Linked DNA regions of Zea mays: region 1 is linked to region 2. The links are chromatin contacts, called in public Hi-C maps. All regions are on one chromosome and are shown on one strand. Each heading gives the region's core, a stretch centred on a gene start, on an enhancer-like site or on the middle of the called end of the contact. The rest is flanking DNA. Distances are from core to core; before and after follow the strand shown.

The links. A called contact is a pair of places that touch in the nucleus more often than the background predicts.
Region 1: a Hi-C map of leaf shows a contact between it and region 2, with 4 times the contacts expected there. The contact joins the enhancer-like site here to the promoter of LOC542555 in region 2. A contact is called at or near these places in 6 of 25 Hi-C or Micro-C datasets (all in leaf).

Annotation. Positions count from the first base shown.
Region 1 is chr6:148,583,823-148,589,386 of Zm-B73-REFERENCE-NAM-5.0, reverse strand. No RefSeq gene overlaps it. Among protein-coding and RNA genes, the nearest start is that of LOC100277324, 34 kb to the right of the region's middle. Within about 2 kb of position 3,241, at least 17 of the 20 cell types and tissues checked have an H3K27ac peak or open chromatin away from gene starts, as enhancers often do. A contact at or near this core is called in leaf, where this site is marked.
Region 2 is chr6:148,460,150-148,465,542 of Zm-B73-REFERENCE-NAM-5.0, reverse strand. It overlaps LOC542555 (elongation factor alpha 5), which reads right to left and starts at 2,755. Exons shown (of 3, transcript NM_001351749.1): 1 at 2,703-2,755; 2 at 1,615-2,097; 3 at 67-1,130. The coding sequence starts at 2,076. The coding sequence ends at 249.

The sequences.
Region 1 (5,564 bases), core at 1,992-4,491, 120 kb before region 2:
CTCAGAGACAAATATGAATTTGAATTAAAGCAATCAACAGTTAAACTAATCACAACACGACAAGATGACTAATATAAATTAATGACCTCGGGGCCTCGGCGATTATACTTGCCTGATGGCGAAAATGCGGGCGGGGCGAGGCGGGCGACGGCGCAGCTGGGAGACCTTCGCGATGGAGCGGGCGGGCGGGGCGGCCGGCGACGGTGCGGCGCGCCTCGGCGGCGGGCGTGTGTGCGGCGACACGGCGCAGGGAGGCCGTCGCGACGCGGTGCAGCGCGCCTCCGGCGGGGCGACGACGCGGCGAGGGGCGGGCGGGGTGCCTCGGACGGCGGCCGTGCGGGCGGCGGCGCGGCGAGGGGCGGGCGGGGCGGCATGGGGCTCGGCAGGCGTGCAGGGGCGAGGGGCGCGGGGCGGGTGTGGCGGCGTGGGGCGCGACGTGGGGCGGCCGGGCCGGCTCGGGGCGCGCGGGCTAAGCGGGCGGCACGACGAGTGCTCTAGCTGCGGGCTAAGTGGGCGGCGAGGGCGGGCGAGGCGCGTGCGGCGGCGCGGCGAGGGCGGGCGAGCGGCGAAGGCGGCGCGGGATTGAAACCCGCGATTGAAACGAGCGATAAGGCCGAGGTGGATGATTTAGGGCCTCTATTTTCGTCGGCCTCAGTGAGGCCGACGAAAATAGTGGTCGGTCAATGAAGTATTTTCGTCGGTTTGGCCCCGGCCTACTAAAATACGGCTCATTTTCGTCGGCTTTGTGGCCGACGAAAATAATTTCCGTATTTTCGTGGGCCTGCCGACGAAAATATTGGTCGGCCCATGAAAATACGCCTCATTTTCGTCGGCATCGTGACCGACGAAAATAACTTCCATATTTTCGTGGGCCGGCCGACGAAAATATTCCGGCCCACGAAAATTTAGGCGTTTCCTATAGTGTTACTATGTCTATGATATGATAATACCGATGCTGCATACTTAAATGTTGATCCAATCTTTCATCGACGATCAAAACATATTGAGGTGTATTATTACGACTTTATGAGTGTGACTTCCTTATTCTGCTAGAGTTTGTTTTTCCAACTATAGACTGTAATCTTCATGCACATACTGCTATCAGGGTTAACGACAAACTATTTTTAAATTGAAAAAACGATTTTTTTTAATCTGGACGAGAAATCAGTTTACCCGACCGAGAAATCGGTTTTCGTTGGTTTTCAATTTTCCACCGGCTTGTATTTTCATTGTTTTTAACGAAAAATGTAGACTGTTTTTAAAATAAAAATAAATATAGGATATAACAGAAAACAAATATTTTTTATAATTTATTTTAAAAATTGAATTTCGGGCCGTTTTTTTAGAAGAATAGATGGAAACCGGACCGGTTTTCACGGTTTTTGAATCCCTAACTGCAATATAAACAATGATGCCACTCTGACGTGGGGAGAAGCCACTGTCATGTGGGTCTCCCGTGCGACAGGACCCATGCGCAGTGGCCAAACTGTCCTTACAGTATGTAGGAGGAACCGGTTCCGTGCTGCACGTATAGTATCTTCGGTATGTGTTCGTTGATTCTCATCTCAGTGACTCAGTGCACATATCTTCAGTAGAAGATGCACATGCATGTACAGCTGGAACAATGGTTCCAAAGATTGCCGACCCAGCTCCAAGATTTCGCGGCGAGCGGTGCCTGCCTACCTACCGTGACGGGCGCGCATGCACGCATGCCGATAAGGTAGCGCACGTCACTGACCGACCTCCTCGCCCTAGCGGAGTCGTGCTCGTGTGTGTCCCAGACTCCCAGTCTCCCTTTCAAAGCCTCGCACACACGACGCTAGTCGTACTGTGTACATACACATACACCACTTGCCCGAGAGTCGAAGGTGCCAAGCCAACGCAGGTGCAGATGGCGGCCGAGCACCACCTCCCGCCGGAGCACGCGGACCACCACAGAGGCGGGAGGAAGGGGGTCCGCGCCGACGACCTGAAGCCGGGCTGGTGGCGCCGCAGCCCCCGGTACAGCTACTACTACGGCGGGGGCGAGGGCGGGGGCGCGGTCCGCGCCCTCTGCTTCGCCGTCCTCGTCCTGCTCCTGGCCGCGGGGATCACCCTGCTGGTGCTCTACGTCGTGTACCGCCCGTCCCACCCCACCTTCGCCGTCACCTCGGCCGCCGTGCTGGCGCTGTACAACGCCACCGCCAACGTCGCCGCGGGCGCGGGCGCGGGCCCGGCGCCGGCCACCGCGCTGGCCGCGTCGTTCCAGTTCACGCTGGTGCTCGGCAACCCGAGCGGGCGGTCGGCGGCGCGGTACGACCGGCTGGCGGCGTACGTGGCGTACCGCGGGGAGGCCGTGACGGCGCCGACGCCCATGCCCCCGCTGGCGCAGGACGCCGGCACCGCCGTGGCGGCGGCGCCCGTGCTGGGGGCGGGCGTCGCGGCGCCCGTGCCCGTGTCGCCCGACGCCGCGGCGGCGCTGGCGGCGGACGTGGCCAACGCCGTGCTGCCGCTCCGGGTGGTGCTGCTCGGCCGCGTCCGGTTCGTGCACGAACCGTTCCACCGGGGGTGGCGCTCGCTCTACGCCCGCTGCGACCTCCTCATCGGCGTCCGCAAGATCGGGATCGGGAACGGCGGCGCCGCCGGCGGTGTGCCCCTGGCGCCGCTTCTTGGTGACCCGAGCTGCAACGTCGACATGTGAATGTGTGATGGATCCCGTCGTGTAGCAATCTACGTGCATGGTATATATGCGTGAATGTTCGTCTCTGCGTATGTGATCTGTGTATGCAAAGGCAAGATTACATGTACGACGCGCCAGAAACAAATAACGAGTGGTAATGTAATGCTTCATAGCAGTGGTATGCAGACTGCCAAGACCTTTCTATTCTGTCACTTATTAATATGCGTATATGTACATGTACATACTCGTGTACTTGCCACTCTGTTGACCTGGGAAAGATTGAGAAAAAAAAAGAACTGACGAATTGTGCCGCACTTGCAGGCCTGCTGCAGCAGCTACTTCCTACGACGGCGGACTTGTGCCGCTGTTGGCCAACCCAACGCACAGTCGGTGGTTTTTGGAGCTTCCCTTCCCTTCCGTAGGAACCTCAAATATGCGATGCGACTGTGAGTGTCACCGTGCGTCCGAGCCATGATGGCTCACCGAAAGAATAAACAGCGGCAGGTTCCCGGCCCATGCTGGAATCGTATTCAGGCTGGCCGATGGCCCAATCTGGACGGACGGGCGCCCATGAAAGAAAAGATGGAGGCCCAGCAGGCCGTTGGCAGACGCATTGCTCGCCAATCGCCATGGTGGTGGTGGGCTGGTGGCTCTGCGAGCCAGGGGACTGGGGAAGGAAGAAAGGGAAACTAGAGAACGACAAGCGAGCCCCACGCGTCACTCACTATAATTATAGATGTCCAATAAGCACGAGCCCCGCGAGCCCGGCACGAAGCCCATTGTTTAGGTTCGGTCCGAGCCCGGCACGGTCCGGTTCTATGCGGGCCCGGGCCGGGCCGGCACGAATAAGCGGGCCGGGCTCGGACAAGAAACTAGGCACGGCGGGCTAGCCCGGCACGGCCCGTTTAGCTCTAAGCCCGTTAAGCCCGCTTTTTTATACTAAAATGTGCTTACCGGCCCGCATAGCCCGCTTTTTTCATGCTAAACGGGTCGGCCCGGCCTGTTTAGGCCCGCTGCGGGCCAGGCTCGGATAGAAAATTGAGCCCGCGTGCCTAGACGACCAGGCCCGGTTTTCTAACTGTGCCTGGCGGGCCGGGCCCAAAACGGGTCGGGCTTCACCGGGCCCGAGCCGGACCGGGCCGGGCGGCCCATTTGGACATCTCTAACTATAACCCGAAAGGTGTTGAGAAACCCTAATGAAGGGTTATGTGGGCAAATACCGAATATGCCCCTGAGGGCGATCACGTCTCTATATATAGAACTTGTACCCCTCATATGGAATAGAGATCAGAAAGAAGCCAGAGGTCCAACCCTATATACAGTGTCTCGTGTGTTTCATCTAACGTGTTTATGGGAAGGGAGACGGGTTCTCTACATCTTCTTGCGCCTTTACTGCTAACGGGAGGGAAGGGAGCGGATCTGGTGATCCGTGATAACGTAGTTCTCAACACGTTATCAGCACGCTCTACCTCGACGTTATTGTGGGATCAGATCTGCGTCAACTCATCGTCAAGCCGGCAGGTCCTGGCCTAGCCGAACTGTCCTACGCGACAGCCCTCGATTCCTCTACGTAACCTAGTGGTATGAAATTTGAGATTGGATGTGTTATTTACTTTCCGATCTATGTTCGCGGAGAAAAATACGCTGGAAAAGAGAGTGCAGCAGATGCATGCGTGCATGCAGCGCTCCTTGATTGCCGAGTAAAAAAAAGTGGGCCCATTTCTTTAACTAAGCGTGCGGCTGAGAAAAACAAAAAAAAGAAACGGTTGCATGATGTCCTGTAGCAGCGGAGAAAGCAGTTGCATGCGTCCACTGCATGGCTGCATCTGCATGCAATACGATCTGAAAATGGCAGCTCAATAGAAAACGAAAAAGTGGATTAGATGTATTGTGCGCGTAGAAACAGATTCGTGGAAGGAGAGAAAAAAATAGGATCTTAATGTGCTTTACAATTTTTTTATAAATTGTGGTTGAATTTATACATGTTTTGAAAGCAGTTGCATGTGCCATACTATTTTATTCTATTTTCCTGCTGAACATAACAAATAGAATAAAATTTTGTTTTACATTGCAGTTTCTACCTTAATCAATTATTTCCCGCAGTAAATAATTAGTAGAAAAATATATGCTTGAATATGAGAAAATGCCTTTCATACACCTGATCTGCTTATGCTTTAATTCTACTATTATATTTCTGCTTTATTTCTCGTAGTAGATATTTAGCAGAAAATTATTAAAATGCATGTAAAGACTATATGGTGTATACGTGAACCGCTCTAAATATTTATGATGTGTTGAGCTTTTGGACTCACGTCGAGCGATTAAATTGTATAGTGGGTACTCAGACACGTCGATCAGACTACGTTATTAATCGATCGAGTTATGGCATTGGCTGAGCACTTGCTGCGCCCTGGCAACACGATGCAGTATTTGTGTCGTACGAACTTGGTTGTGTCATTTGATTGCTATGTCGCACTCTCGCTTAATCGGATCACTCTCGTTGAGTCGGACCGCCATCATCGAGTCACGTATTTTTCGCACGCCCTGTAGGCATTGTTTGTCTGTTGTGATCATCGAGCCACAATTGTACCTATTGTGCATGTTTTATGGACTTGTCATGTACCCCGACTATTGAGTCACAATTGCGCCTGTTGCGCTTGTTACGAAAGCTTGTTGTGTTGTCGTAGCCCAGATGGCCACACACGCGTTGACGCGAGATACACTAGAACTTGTACTCGCGTGGATTGTGATAGGTTGTTCAAGCCCCCTAAAGTCACATTATACGCAACCTTCGTAAACAATTTTATTTGTCTATATATTTTATTTGATTGTGTTGTGTGGCATCATATATTTATTTATATTGCCAAGTGGCCATAACAGCTGTATCAAGCTCTATAGTGCTTGG
Region 2 (5,393 bases), core at 1,506-4,005:
ATATTAGAATCAACCCCGCAACAAAGACAACCTAGATTTTAAGATCAAGAAAAAAAGCAAGATTTTCATGTCAAGACAAATGACTCAGAAATGCGAACCCAATCCAGATGACCATGCAAGTCAACATGTCTCAAAATAACAGTATAGATACCCAAACAACAGACACAGGGCACACAACCAATAGATTTTAACAGATCGAAGTATACGGGCACAAGTACAAAATAAACGAGGGCACATGGGAGGACGCATCATTTCTTCTTTATTGCAGCCTTGGTCACCTTGGCACCAGTTGGGTCCTTCTTCTCCACGCTCTTGATGACTCCAACAGCAACCGTCTGCCTCATGTCACGGACAGCAAAACGACCCAGAGGAGGATACTGAGAGAAGGTCTCAACCACCATGGGCTTAGTGGGAATCATCTTCACCATACCGGCATCACCATTCTTCAGGAACTTGGGCTCCTTCTCAAGCTCCTTGCCAGACCGCCTATCGATCTTGGTTATGAGCTCAGCAAACTTGACAGCAATGTGGGAGGTGTGGCAGTCCAGCACTGGGGCATAGCCATTGCCAATCTGCCCAGGGTGGTTCATGATGATGACTTGGGAGGTGAAGCTAGCAGCCTCCTTGGCAGGGTCATCCTTAGAGTTGGAGGCCACGTACCCACGTTTGAGATCCTTCACAGCAACGTTCTTCACATTGAAGCCAACGTTGTCACCAGGAAGGGCCTCCTGGAGAGCCTCGTGGTGCATCTCAACAGACTTCACCTCAGTGGTCAGGCCAGTTGGACCGAAGGTGACAACCATTCCAGGCTTGATGACACCAGTCTCCACACGACCAACCGGAACAGTTCCAATACCACCAATCTTGTACACATCCTGGAGGGGCAGACGCAGGGGCTTGTCTGAAGGCCTCTTGGGCTCGGTGATCTGGTCAAGAGCCTCAAGCAGGGTTGGACCCTTGTACCAGTCAAGGTTGGTGGACCTCTCAATCATGTTGTCACCCTCAAAACCAGAGATAGGGACAAAGGCAATCTTGTCAGGGTTGTATCCAACCTTCTTGAGGTAGGATGAAACTTCCTTCACAATCTCATCGTAACGGGCCTTGGAATACTTGGGAGTGGTCGCATCCATCTAAAAATACAACACCAACGTAAAATAACATTAACATCATGGTTCTTAAAGCGGTAAGGTGAGACAAGGCGTTGGACCGCCGCCTGGACGCCTAGGCGGCACCTAGGCGAGTAAGGTGGGCATGGCGCCTAGACACATAGGCGACACCTTTAAAACACTGATTAACATTAGCTTGATTCTCCAGAGAAAGAGCATGGTATAAGCTTGGACCAGAACAATTGAATGTGAGACTTATATGAAAAATAGATAAAATCTTTCAGATACAGACCAGAGTAGCAAAGAAATGAAGGTTATAAAGTTAATTAGCTACTAAAAATGGAAGAAACAGAAGGTTAATGAAAGCTCTAGCGACTATTTTACTTGGCAAACTCTTTATACAACTCAAAACCTATTACATTAGCATCAAACTCTATATACATCTCACATACTAATATGCTAGAGTCTTAATTAATGAAGAGTGAAACAGTTATTCCTGATAGCATACCTTGTTGCAGCAGCAAATCATCTGCTTGACCCCAAGGGTGAAAGCAAGGAGAGCATGCTCACGGGTCTGGCCATCCTTAGAGATACCGGCCTCAAAACCACCAGTGGTGGAGTCAATGATCAGGACAGCACAGTCAGCCTGGGAGGTACCCGTGATCATGTTCTTGATGAAGTCGCGATGTCCAGGGGCATCAATGACAGTGCAGTAGTACTTGGTGGTCTCAAACTTCCACAGAGCGATATCAATGGTGATACCTCTCTCACGCTCAGCCTTGAGCTTGTCAAGCACCCAAGCGTACTTGAAGGACCGTTTGTTCATTTCAGCGGCTTCCTTCTCGAACCTCTCAATCACACGCTTGTCAATGCCTCCAAGCTTGTAGATCAGGTGGCCGGTGGTGGTTGACTTGCCAGAGTCGACATGGCCAATAACCACAATGTTGATGTGGGACTTCTCCTTACCCATGGCTGGAGGTGAAGCTTAAAACTGTTACACCGGATGAATCGATTATTAGAAACACCAGTAAAAATCACACAATACTAAAGGATCAGAATCTCGATCTGAAGTCGCAAACACAGTGATCAGCTTAGATATCGATCTGAAGTTGCAACCACTGTGACCAGCTTAGAAAAGGCCTGGTACACATTAGTAGGGTGGAAATAAAGCAGATCTACAGAGCAAACAATATAGTATAAGCAACCCTGGAAACATAAAACGAGCAAACTAAGTTTGTACGCAGAATTTAGATGACTAGTAAAACAAATTCAAAATTTTGACACTTTATAAACCAGGTAAGATATTTGGTCGTAACATGAGGTTGCAACTATTACTGCACATGAACTACAAAGACATAAAAAGCAGATACTACAGCAGCTATACACCTAAAAAAATTCGATCTGACACTTGATCCAGTCGAAACAAGATAGCAAGCAAGACCGCGCAGTAGCTATCATTAATCGCAAACAGACTAACCGAGGACAGACTACAGGGACAAGGCGACAGAGTACAACCTTGATCCAGTCTCTATCGCATCAAGCAGCTAATAAAAGAGTTCGAGCGAGGGAGAACGAAAACACGAGAAGAAATGCTACCTTACAACAGAGGCCAAAGCCTTGTGGAGGCGCAGAACAGCAGCCCGGAGCAGACGACGGCGACTCGGGGAAGAATGTGCTGCTGGCCTCTAGGGTTCGGGGCTTTTATATAAGTGCGTCGGCGTAGGCCGGCCAGCCCATCAATGGACTCTCGAATGGTGGCCCAGGGCCCATAAACGGAGCGATAGAGAGGCCTGTATATAAATGAGTCAATGAATGATGACATGTTTTATTTATTGGTGGCGTCGTATTTTGTAATTTTAGTCGTTAGAATTAAAAAACTATGATCTGTTTGATTCTATGGTCTATTTGTTTCACGGCTAACTATGTTTAAATTTTGTTTATGATTAGTCGGCCGAATTGAAAAACTTACCTTACTTAAAAAGGTTAAGCAAAGTGTAATAAGTTAGAAAGCAAATCAAACATGTTCTAATACCTTAGACAGAAAAGTTAGGTAAAGTATGATGAATTAGACAGCGAACCAAACATACCATATATATTATTATATATCTGAACTTTGCAAGTATATACTTTACATTAACACGTGAAACATGGCTTTAAATAAAACATGACCCACATGAGCGACTCTTGTACAGGCTTCAACGGATGCATCAGCCCGCCCCTCCTGTAGTTGTTTAGGGGCCTTGTATTGCTACAACGGTACTTGCTTAACCCTCCTCTCCCTGGTACTGTGTTGGTGGAAAGCACAAGCGCCAGGTGGCCCCTTCTCTCGATATTCGTGTGTTGACACCTTTTTCGGGTGCCAAACACTCAACAAGAACCGGCGGCGGTGCTCTCTGCACAGGCGCGGACGGTCCGCGACTAGGGACCGGACGGTCCGCGACCTGGAGCAGGGCAAAGGTTCCCTGCCTGACGGCCGGACGGTCCGCGCGTGCGCAGGGGGTGGCGAAGGTCGCCGGCGGCGCCTGGATCTCGCTCCCGGGAGGGACCCCGTCGGGGAGGAGAGATCCTAGGTGTTGTCTAGGCTCGGCAGGCCGACCTAGACTCCTCTAATCGACGTAGAGTCGAAGAGAGGCGGAGAATTTGGAGATTGAGAGGCTAAACTAGAACTAGACTAGAACTATTCCTAATGTGTAAGGTAAAAACGAGAAATAGACTTGATTTGTTCGATTGATGGGGGTTCAATCGGCCGTAGCCCTTCATCTATATAAAGGGGGAGGTCTGGATCCGCTTCCAACTGATTTCCGAGTTAATCCCGTGGTTTTAGGTAACCAATCCCGCGAGAAACTAGGAACCCTAACTGATTCTGCGCACGCGCGGACCGTCCGCGCCACCACCGCGGACAGTCCGGACCGCGGACCGTCCGGCCTCAGGGCCGGACCGTCCGCGAGACACATTTGGTGTCCAACATATGCCCCCCTGCCTTTTGGTGAAGGTTGACGAACCAAAAGCATATGAACTAAACCTGATGTAAGTCACCGGCTTTTCAATATTAAGATCATTTAATAAAGCACCAATGTATAAAGGCCGTTTCAGATCTTATCTTTCTCGGCCATGACCGTTTGATCACTGAATCAAAAGGAATAGAATGGAGGTGCCCCCCAGTATGGATAGACAAAGGGACTATACATGTACCATGGATTCAGCATCGTATCATTCCATGTTTGAACAGGATAATATACCGACGATGAGTAAACGGGTGGAAAGTACCCTGGTCTCATAGGATAAATAGGCGATGCTTGTTGTGTCGCCTTTCGGACCGTTTTGTTTACCTGTTTCGTTTTAGCAGATGACCGAGGTTTCTTCGTTGACCGATCACGTAGAACGGTCTTCTCGCTAGTATTCTTGGAGAGCAACTGATCATCATTAGAGTCAGCTTTGATCAGCCGACCATTTGTGCTTTGTCGTTGTGTCTCCTTCCCTTTTAAGATTTTGTGTGGAGGCTGACGTCTTTGGGCATAGGCGGATTGTCCGGCAGAGGTAGCCGAACTGTCTGTCTGAGCACCAAACCGCCCGCACGTAGGTGCCATACCGTCTGTGGTGTTCAGGCCAGGCTGTCGTGCTTGGCTCATTGATTGTGCCTGCCCCCCAGTGCCTCCGGACTTTTTAGCCTTATCGTCCGGAGCCTTTCGAACAATCTCCTTTTGTGATATATTCGACGTGCGAGGACTACCAATGATGATGTCTTTGCTTTTGCCTTTATCGGCCATTTCGGGCCGAACTAAGATCTTTTTGCATGTGATATCTATTGTATTAACAGGAAATGGCTGTGTGTCCACTTGCATTTCCTGAAAAGCCAACCGGCCCTCATTTATGGCCGATTGTACCTGTCGACGAAAAACATTACAGTCATTGGTGGCATGAGAGAAAGAATTATGCCACTTACAATAAGCACGCCTCTTTAATTCATCTATAGGAGGGATATTATGAGTTAATTTAATGTTGCCATTTTTAAGTAGCTCATCAAATATCTTATCGCATTTGGCAACATTAAAAGTGAATTTAATCTCTTCTTGCTGATTCTTTTGAACCGGCTGTAAGGAAGAACATGTTGAAGATTTGGCCTTTGTTGGCCAAATAAACTCAGCGATATATACATCTGCGGATTCATCATCTGAACTATCACGCTCTATTAGATGTATAGTACGGGCAGCCGATTTTGATGTCTCTTTAAATCGGCTTTCACAGGCTAAAGCCCGCTGATGTAGCTGGGCTATCGAAAAGAACTGG